Linked DNA regions of Sus scrofa: all the other regions are linked to region 1. Evidence: chromatin contacts called from public Hi-C and HiChIP or PLAC-seq data. All regions are on one chromosome and are shown on one strand. Each heading gives the region's core, a stretch centred on a gene start, on an enhancer-like site or on the middle of the called end of the contact. The rest is flanking DNA. Distances are from core to core; before and after follow the strand shown.

Region 1 (3,258 bases), core at 624-3,123:
GTTGTACACCTGAAACTTATGTAATATATAAGTCAACTATACCTCAAAATAAAAAATTAGGAAGGTAAGGCTGTTTTTACAAAAGTATATGAATTCCACCAGCCAAATAGATCATGCACAAGTTTGCTGTGGGCAAAGTGGCTTTTGGGTTGCTCAGGCACTAGGAAATCCAGGACAGGTTGGTACCCTGATGGGCAAGAGAGGTCTGAGGGTGGGCAGTTGGCCCTGGGAAAAGGAAGGCCAGTCAGGCCTGCGTCCTCCATCTCTCATTGCAGAAGGTGCAGGCCCCAGTCCTACCCACCTAGGCGAGCTGGCAGCGTTGGAAGCAGAATCCGAAAGGCTGGACCAGGAACCCTGGGAGCCAGGAGGGCAGGAGGAGGAAGAGGACGAGGAAGGAGGGCCCACCCCTGCCTACCTGAACCAAGCCACCAAGCTCATCACCCAGGCCCTACGGGATGAGAGGGCAGGCGCCTACCCTGCAGCTCTGCAGGGCTACCGGGACGGCGTGCACATCCTGCTTCAGGGAGTTCCTGGTGAGCAGGACTGGACGGTGGAGGGTCAGGCCTGGGCTCCCCAGTGGTTCGGTGAAAGGAAAGGAAAGTGAAAAGCAGATCAAGGACCAAAATTGCTCCTTACTGACCAGCTCTATCACTTTGGGCCATTTCTTTACCTCTTGTGGCCTCTGTTTTCTTTTTTGTCAAATGGGGACAATATATCTGACTCCCAGGGAGCAGGAAAAGACACATGATGATGCCCTATGAACTGTAAGGGGCTAGACCAGGGGTTCTGAACCCAGGTACCTCTGCTGAGCCATTCTGTCTTCACAGGCGACCCGTCACCTGCCCGCCGGGAGGGTGTGAAGAAGAAGGCGGCTGAGTACCTGAAGCGGGCAGAGGAAATCCTGCACCTGCATCTGTCCCAGCTCCCCCCCTGAGAAGGGAGTGGACTCTTTCCTAAGACTCTAGCTCCAGCACTGCCAGCCACCCTCTTCTCTTCTGGTGCCTGGTCTGATCTTCTGGTCTTGTAACTCCAGAGGCCATTTCTGTGTGTAATGGGACCAAGAATGAGAAAAATAATGAATTCTCAGTTCCTTGACTACTCTTGCCACCTTGGAATCAGGGACTCACACTTCTCATCCTGCCTGTTTCTCTCTTGACATGTGAGCAGCAGCTCTGGTTCCAAAACGATCTGCTTATACATCTAGAACTGGGGTCTGTAAACTGTGGCCTGCAACCAAATGTGGCCCGCTGCTAGAATGGTTTTTACCATTTTGTTAAATAGTTGAAAAAAATCAATAATATTGTGACAGGGAAAAATTATATGAAATTTAAATATCTAAAAATAAGATTTTGGGAATTTCTGCTGTGGCACAACGGGATCAGCAGCATCTCTGGAGTGCTGGGACAGGTTTGATCCCTGGCCTGGCACAGTGGCTTAAGGATCCAGTGCCTCTCAGATCTGATCCCTGGCCCAGAAATTCTGTATGCTAAAAAAGAAGAAATAATAATGAGATTCTGGAAGTTCCCGCTGTGGCGCAGTGGGTTAATGATCTGGCTCCTCTCTATGGAGGCACCAGTTGGATCCCGGGCACAGTGTTAAAGATCTGGTGTTGCTGCAGCCTGTGATGCAAGGCGAAGCTCCTGCTCAGATTGGATCCCTGGCCCAGGAACTTCCGTATGCCGTGGGGTTGGCCGAAAAAGAAAAAAACAGAAATAAATTAAAAGATTTTGGAGATCGTTTGTGGTGCAGTGGCTTAAGGATCCAGCGATGTCACCGCCGTGGCTCAGGTTGCTGCTGTGGTGCAGGTTCTATCCCTGCCCTGGGAGCTTCCACATGCCACAGGTGCGGCCAAAAATAAAAATAAATTTATTGGACCATAACCAGGCCTTCGTTTAGTATTGCCTATGGTTGCTTTCTCGCTATACCAGCAGAACTGAAGAGTAGCAGGGTTGACTAGTTGTGACCTGTAAATTCCAGGACATTTACTGTCTAGCTTGTTGCAGAAAGTTTGCTGACCCCTGATCTAGAAAATAGGGAGAAGGGTGTCCAGGGAAACAGAAGAGAATGGCAGGCTGCTTGAACCAGGTTGTCGGCCCAAAAGGATGATCAAGAGGACCCAGAGCCGGGGTTCCTATTTTGGGCTGGTGGTCCAAAGCCAAGCTGAGGGCGGAAGCCTGAGAAGGCGTGGCCTCACTCCTGCCCCGCCTCTCCTACAAAGCGATTGGTCGCGGAAGGGACTACAAACCGGTGCACCATGGGAGTGGCCCAGACTACAGCGGTGCATCATGGGTGGGCTGTAGCGGGACCTGAGCCTAAGGGACAGTCTTGAGCGCTCTGAACGGCAACGCAGAGCATCTCGGGAGGCCTGTTCGAGGATCAGTTGGAAGGCGACCGGAGTCGGTGAGAGGACGGCGATGGCCTAACGGGCGGCTGGGACGCTTAGACCGGGCTGGGAGGTTCAGAGTTCCCTTGAACAACTACCGGCGTCGGCGTGCCCTCCCGCAGGATGGGGCGAGTGGCCGCCGCTGTCTCCTGGATGCTGAGCAAGCATTCTTTCCCCTCAGCCCACCCATGCCCGGCTACGAGCTGCCTTTGGGCACGTGCCTGGATATGTGTCCGGCCAACGAGCGCACCCGGCGCGAAAAGGAGTGCCGCCTGCACCGCTTCGAGGTGGCGCCGGGGTCCCCTGGGGACCGGCCTCGAGCCGACCCGCAGCGCGCCGTGAAGGAATACAGCCGGCCGGCCGCCGGGAAGGCGCGGCCCCCGCCGAGCCAGCTGCGTCCGCCGTCCGTCCTGCTGGCCACCGTGCGCTATCTGGCCGGAGAGGTGGCCGAGCGCACCGACGCATCCCGCGCGGAGGTGGCCAGCTTCGTGGCGGACCGGTTGCGGGCGGTGCGGCTGGACCTGGCCCTGCAGGGCGCGGGTGACGCCGAGGCAGCGCTGGTGCTGGAAGCGGCACTGGCAGTGCTGCTGGCGGTGGTGGCGCGGCTCGAACCCAACGCATCCCACGGGCTGGCTGATCCGATGTTGCTTCAGGCCCAGGTGCAGGAGAGCTTCGGTTCTCTGCGGCGCTGCTACGCGCTGGGTGCCGGGCCACACCCTCGCCAGGCCACCTTCCAGGGTCTCTTTCTGCTTTATAACCTGGGTGAGTTGGGTCTCCACGAGCAGAGCTCAGGGACAAGCGTCCCTCTGTGGGGACAGTGAAAGCCGGAAAAGGAAGGAGAAGCTTAAAAACCTCACCACCAGCTCCCTCTCCTC
Region 2 (3,240 bases), core at 360-2,859, 68 kb after region 1:
GATGCGGGCGGCTTCTCGCATGGCACCCCGTGTGCCCAGGGGCCCGGGCGGATGCTCGCCTGCTTCCAGCACATGGGCTGCGGCCTGCAGGGCTTCCTCGGCAGAGGTGAAGACTTGCTGGGCGCCCAGGGCTCCAGAAACGCCGAGCAGCGTGGCACAGAAGTCGGAGAGCAGCGCCTCGTCGCCGCCGTGATACAGGGCCAGAGTGTGTGCGTAGGCGAACAGCACATTGGGCAGCTGGAAGCGCACGAGCGGCGACGCGCGGCCCCTGCTCAGGCTGGCCAGTGTGGGGATCCGGGTGGGCACGGCGGGCGCGCAGACCCCGGGGGCGTCTCCGGGAGTCGGCCCGGCGGCCGCGGGCTCATCCTTGACGGGTTCCGGCGGCGACCCCGCGGGGGCAGGCTCCAGCTCATCGGCGTCACGGCCCGGAGCATCACCCAGTTCCTCCAGAAGCCTCGGCCCGGCCCCACGACCCCACCACCACGGCCGCCACGGGGGCAGCAGCCGCCCGGCCTCGCCCCGGCTCAGCAGCCGCTCGAAAGCCGCCTTCTCGGCCGGGGCCAGCCGCTCCCAGAGTCCTGAGAGGCCGCCGGGCGCCGGGCCAGGCCTGAGGCCTGCGTCCTCGGGCTCATCCTCGGTCTCGCGTTGCTGACGCAGCCGGCGCAGGGCGCTGGCCAGGCGGCTGGGTGAGGCGCTGCGGCCGCGCAGCTCTCCCAGCACCTGGTCACGGTAGAAGTCTTCAGCGCAGGTGCCATGCGCCCGGTAGCAGCGCAGCGAGCAGTAGGGCACATTACAGCGAGGGCAGGTGTAGCGCGCCGGCTGGGCCTCCCCGGCCGGGCAGATACCACAGGGCCCGGCCGGCTCCATGGCAACTGGCGCCGCAGGCCACCCGGGAACGCACAGGATCGGAAACTTCCGGCGCTTCTCGGTTACTTCCGCCCCTCCGCGGGGCCGACGGAGCGCAGAGTCGGAGCCCTGAGGACTCTCGGCAGTTTCCGCCCGCACTCGGCAGTCAAGCCCCACCCCTCTCTCGAGCAGCGCTAGGGGAGGAGCGAGAGCTGCGAGCATCGTCAACGCCTCCCGCGGAGCCCCACCCTGCGCGCTGGGAAAGGTAGTGCGTCCCGCAGGGCGCTCTGGTGGTGCCAGCTCGCCCCCTAGTGGTTGCCTTTTTTGCACGATAAATCGCTGTGGCGAAACCCAATCGATCTTTGCTGAGCACCTATTATATGCCAAGCCCATTGGAGATGAGACGTCTCTGCGCTGGACACAAAGCGGAGTGGAAGGAAGGCCGAAGTGGGGCACCTAGTCTAGACTGGGCGTGTGTGTTGGGGACATTTCCCCCTCCTTTTTTTTGTCCTTTTTTTTTTTTTTTTTTTTTAAGGGCTGCACCTGCCTGAGCTAGGGGTCTAATCAGAGCTGCAGCTGCTGGTCTGTGCCAGAGCAGCAGCAATGCCAGATCTGAACCGCGTCTGCCACCTACACCACAGCTCACGGCAATGCTGGATTGTTAACCCACTGAGCAAGGCCAGGGATCAAATCCACAACCTCATGGTTCCTAGTCGGATTCGCTTCTGCTGTGCCACAATGGGAACTCCATTTAAATTTTTTAAAAATTATTTCCCTGATGCAATTTTTTTTTTCTACTGTACAGCATGGTGACCCAGTTACACATACATGTATACATTTTATTTTCTCACATTATCATGCACATTTCGCCTTTTAAGAAAGCAACATTAACAAATATCTGAGCTCCTGCTTAACTTTGCCCTCCACGCTAGGCACCGGTAACACACTGAGGAGCAAAAAGGCAGAGAGTTCCCACTGTGGTGCAGTAGGTTAAGAATTTGACTGCAGGGAATTCCTGTTGTGGCTCAGTGGGTTAAGAGCTCAACTAGTACCTATGAGGATGCTGGTTAGATCGCTGGCCTCACTCAGTGGGTTAATGATGCGGCATTGCCGTGCGCTAAGCTGCAGCGTAAGTCCCATAGGCTTGGCTCTGGCGTCGCTCTGGCTGTGATGTAGGCCAGCAGCTGCAGCTCTGATTCAACCCCTAGCCCAGGTAGGAACCTCCAAATGTTCATATGCTGCAGGTGAGGCCCTAAAATGAAAAAGAGAAAGAAAGGAGGGGGAGAGAGAGAGAAAGGAAGAAAGGAAATCCGACTGCAGCAGCACTGGGGTGCGACCATATACAAAAGGGTACCTGTCCTAATAGAGCTTAGTTTGTGGTAGTGGTGTGGGGGAGTGACTGACCCACAAACTGTGCCTCGATCCACGGCACCCCTGAAAGTAAGCTCTAGTTCTGTGGTCCTTCACTCACACCCAGTCCTGCCTTTGGGCTGCCTTCGAAATTCCTTGTCTTTATCTCAACATGGCCCATTTATTTGCCCACCAAGTTCTGGATGGATTTGAGGAGTCTGCTCATTTTTTGCACCCCCTCCACCACTGGTGGCCTAAGCTACTTATTCCTCAATTGGATGGCATCAGCTTAACTGGCTTCCTAATTTTCTTACCTGCCAGCCCTCCAGAAAAGTCAGCCAAAGAAAATACTAGACAAGTCAGATCACACGAGACCCTTGTTAAAACCCTTACCTGCACTTGGTAACTTTATATTGCACTTGGGACTCCAACCCAAACTCTTCTCCATGTCTGACAAGACCCTGCAGACCTGCACACACCTTTGCACACAGTTCTCTTGGTTGAACTCTCACCATCTCACTTCCTGATGGGCTCCTGTTTCAGGTCTCACATAGCCCATCCTCAGACCTCCCGAAAGATAGGGTATAGCTCTCCGCCCTCACACTCCCCTTCATTACAGCACCCTGCCTACTTTTCTTTGAAACTGTAACACTTTTAAGTATTTAGTTCCCTTGTTTTCCCCACAACATGCTAAACCCCTAGAAGGCATGGGGGCCAGTATCTTCCAGAACAATCACTACAAAAGACACAAATAACCAACATGTTTGTGTTTTCTACATGGCAGGCAGATTCGGATTTAAGCACTTGACACAATTTAATCTTCACAGCAACTCTCAAGAGATGATGGCAGAGATTAAATAGTTCATGCCAGTAAATAAATGCAACAAGTATCCAAACTCAAGACAGTTCAAGTCTAGAGCCTAAAGTCTTCACCGCATAACATGCCGTATTCCAAGAACCGGCAGACTCTGAATGGTATGCATGCATTGCTAGGAGGGAACCTAAATCGACCCCAGAGAACCCCACTTCTAGAAACACTGAAAT
Region 3 (3,418 bases), core at 633-3,132, 120 kb before region 1:
AGCACCCCCGATCATCCGGGTGAGATGGAGTTTAGGAGAGTGTCCAGGAGAGGCAGGCAGGGGTCTGACCTGAGTGGGAGCGGGCCCCCAGCTCCAGAGACACATGATGTCACGGTCCCTCTCTCTGAGGCGCAGCTCTGGTTTCTGATAGGGGAGATGTACCCCCACCAGTCTGGGAGCTCCCCGCAGGCAGGAGCCCACCTGCCTTCTCGGAGTGACTCCAGGCACTCTGTGTGGTGCCCCCCAGAGAGGGCCTCAGTAAACACTTGCTGGACCCATGAATTAGATACATGACAGAACCAGGAGACCCAAAGAGATCAAGTCCAAATTCCTCACTCAGAGAGCCACAGATGGGAACACTTCAGGGACTAGGCTTGTCACCCTGTATACTATGGGGACAGGGACTGAGACCCATGCCTCATTTCTCATCCTCTCCTGGGGTCCCAGGCACTCTGGGGACCTGCAGGCCAGGCAGCTGGGAGAAGGGCTGGCATCCTGGGAAAGCACCTTCAATCCACCTCGGCCCAAGCCCTCCCTGGAGGCCAAGAGGAAAGCAGCCTAGCTAGGAGCCAATTAAATCCCTAACCAGAGGGCAGGGTGGGTGGGAACACAGAAAGAGGCTGAGGTCAGAGGTCAGAAAAGGTCTCCTGCACCGGGATTCACAGGCAAGAAGTGCCACCAACTCCGGGCTCAGGAGTCTCTGCTCAGGAAGGCCGGCTTCTCCTGCCCAGACTGTATTAAGGCTGAGCACCCTGTCTGCTCCCCCAGAAGACTGAGAAGCCCCTGATTCCATGCCCACCCCTGTTACTTTGGACTGGGGGGCTGACCCAGTGCCAGACCCGGTCTGGTGCCTCTAAGCAACTTTGCAACTTCCCAGGTCAGCTGAACGGTGAGTCACAGCCCCCAGGCTCAGGCCTGACCCAGACTTTACTCCTCTCTGCTTCCCCAAAGTCGCTCTTCTCTGCCTGAGGCCAGGCCTCTCCACCTTTCTCCGAGGGCTTTCCTCTAGGTGGGGATGCCGGATGCCCAAGCCCCTCCCCAAACACCAACTTGGTCCATCCCACTCTCTCCAAAGCAGGAAGTAAGGCAGCGAGGCAGCCACACAAAGTGTTGATCAACACTGGTGCTGACGCGGTTGTTGACATACATATCCCGCGGTGAACCCCACCCCCTGGGCCCAGGGTCGTGGGGTTAGGAGGTCAGGGCACCTTTCCCACAGGTGCCCTCAGCAGGGTCCTGGACCTCTTCCAGACTCCCCTAACCAGCGATATGCCCAAACTCTGTCACTTCCCTGGCCTGGTCCCAACAGAGGCCCCCTGGTTTCTCTGATCCCTCCCCTCCCTTTCCTAAGCCCCATTGGCACCAAGTGCTCAACTCGGGCCTCAAACATGATATGCTTATTCTGTCACTTATCTCCAGATGAGTGACATCCCAATCCTCAGTCTCAGTTTCCCCTCCTGTGAAGCAGAGGCAGGAACCCCCTTCCCGTACAGCTTCTGGCTCTAGAGGCGATCAGCTGGGGTCCCTGTGACCCCTGGAAGGGGCTGGACGCCCAAGGCCTTTCCACCCCGGTGCCTGGTCCCCTAGTCCGATTCTTTCGCAAGGAGCCTCAGGTCGCTGCGCCCCCTCCTCCCCGTTCGGACCCTTCCAGGGCTCCGGCCTGAATCCTCACCCAGATTTCCAGGTGTATATCCCTCAGGGCAACGCTGCCCTTGTATAGATCGAGGCTGAGCTGGTCCAGGCTGAGGTGCTCCTGGAAGAAGTGACCCAAGTAGTGGTGCAGCAAGTAGCGGCAGACCCGCTCTTTCACACAGTTTGACCATGGCCACAGCCATCGTGACATCTCGGAGAGCGCCGGGCCCGGGCCGCCTCCGCTTGCCGCCCGCCAGCGTTCCCCGTCCGGTTGCGCTGTTCACTAGAGCCCCCGGCTCACCCCGCCGCTTCTCTTAGCGCCAGGCCGCACCCCCGGACGCCTGACCACGCCCCCCACGCTTATTGCCATTGGCCACTGGGAAGGGCGAGGCCTCCTGATTGGCCGCGGGGGCGGAGCCTTGAGGCGCGAAAAAGGGACTGGGCTCGCGGTACGATATAGGGCTCCCAATCTTGATTTACGCTTGCGTATAAATTCTGTGTGGGAGGACCTTTAACCTCTCTCCTAAGGGCTCTGGGAAGGCTGTTGTGGCTTGAGGTACCAGCCCCGCAAAGGAATGCGCATGTGCCGACTCGTCCAACTAGTACTTGAGGTAGTTGGGAAGGATTTAAAGGGACAGTGTCCCATCCAACTTCGCTGTGCGCTTTCCAGAAGAATAGTCAGTGCGAGAGCCCCAGCTCGCATCTTTAGAAAGATTAAGTGAATAAACACTTGCATTTTATAAAACGCCTTACCTTCCTTTATCTCATTCAACCTTCACAACGATCTTCTAAGATAGAGATCATTGTCACTATTTTACGGAAAAGAAAAACTGATTTAAACAGAAAGCATCATGAAGGACGTCTTGTCTTCCACTCCTCACCTGAAATGCGGGACAGATTAACTGATCATCCCTTCTCCCTGTAGTTGGCCAGGCCTCTGGCCCCTCCCTGTAACAACAGCAACAACAACAACAATAATAATAACAACAATTTTTTACATCCCAAATCCTCAAACTCAATAGTGGAGTTCTCTTGTGCTGCATCAGGTTAAGGATCCAGTGTTGTCACTGTAATTGCTTGGGTCACTGCTGGGGTGCTGGTTCAATCCCTGGCCTGGGGAACTTTCACATTCTGCTGGAGCAGCCAAAAACAAAAAACAAAAAACACAAACAAACCCAAAACAAAACAAAAACCCAAGACACAAAGGATGGATTCCAACCCCCTTGAGCAGAGATTCATTGTTTGGTATCACCCTTGAGCTAAGAATGGTTTTTACATATTCCAAGAGTTGGAAAAAACCCAAATGGGTAAGATTTCATGATGTGAAAATCATATGAACTTCACTAGTGTGTCCACAAATAAAGTTTTAGTGTTACACAGCCGTGCTTGTTTGAATAAGTATTCTCTAGGGCTCCTTTCTTACCATAGCAGGGTTGAGTACTTGAGACAGAGGCCTACAAAGCCTAATAATTTATTTTCTGGTCCTTTACAGAAAAAGTTTGCCCAGCCCTGCTCCACAAGACCCTAACATCATGATGACTGAAGATGGAATTATAATTCCATTTTAGCTTTAGCAGGGAGATGGACTGCAGTCTAAAGCCAAAATTCAGCCTGAAGCGAGGGCAGCCCCTCTGGCCTGAGGGGCAGGGATCAAGATTCCAGTGCCAGCTCTGTGTGGCTTCAAGCAAGTCCTATTTAAGCTGCTCCTATTGTGAGCCTGTTTTATCACTCTTAACCTGGGGTTGGGCTCATAGGCGGGACAGCTCCTTACCTGGGAGAGACTGAG

The links. Hi-C and Micro-C count contacts between places; a contact is called where the count stands out from the background. HiChIP or PLAC-seq counts read pairs in DNA pulled down with a chosen protein or histone mark.
Region 2: a contact with region 1 is called in a Hi-C map of skeletal muscle, with 4 times the contacts expected there. The contact joins the promoter of ZNHIT2 here to the promoter of SAC3D1 in region 1. A contact is called at or near these places in 1 of 5 promoter capture datasets (liver), 6 of 47 Hi-C or Micro-C datasets (embryonic fibroblasts, heart right ventricle, liver and 1 more) and 1 of 2 datasets of contacts at active chromatin or transcription factors (alveolar macrophages).
Region 3: an H3K27ac HiChIP or PLAC-seq map of skeletal muscle shows a contact between it and region 1, with 3 times the contacts expected there. The contact joins the promoter of ATG2A here to the promoter of SAC3D1 in region 1. A contact is called at or near these places in 2 of 5 promoter capture datasets (fetal liver and liver), 4 of 47 Hi-C or Micro-C datasets (epiblast stem cells, fetal liver and liver) and 2 of 2 datasets of contacts at active chromatin or transcription factors (alveolar macrophages and skeletal muscle).

Annotation. Positions count from the first base shown.
Region 1 is chr2:7,140,909-7,144,166 of Sscrofa11.1, reverse strand. It overlaps SAC3D1 (SAC3 domain-containing protein 1), which reads left to right and starts at 1,873. Exons shown (of 3, transcript XM_003122567.5): 1 at 1,873-2,400; 2 at 2,565-3,145. The coding sequence starts at 2,572. SNX15 (sorting nexin-15) reads left to right here. Exons shown (of 8, transcript XM_003122547.4): 7 at 276-533; 8 at 828-1,095. The coding sequence ends at 934.
Region 2 is chr2:7,073,026-7,076,265 of Sscrofa11.1, reverse strand. It overlaps ZNHIT2 (zinc finger HIT domain-containing protein 2), which reads right to left and starts at 1,609. Exons shown (of 1, transcript XM_003122543.4): 1 at 1-1,609. The coding sequence starts at 1,239.
Region 3 is chr2:7,260,495-7,263,912 of Sscrofa11.1, reverse strand. ATG2A (autophagy related 2A) reads right to left here and starts at 1,882. Exons shown (of 43, transcript NM_001190278.1): 1 at 1,673-1,882. The coding sequence starts at 1,843.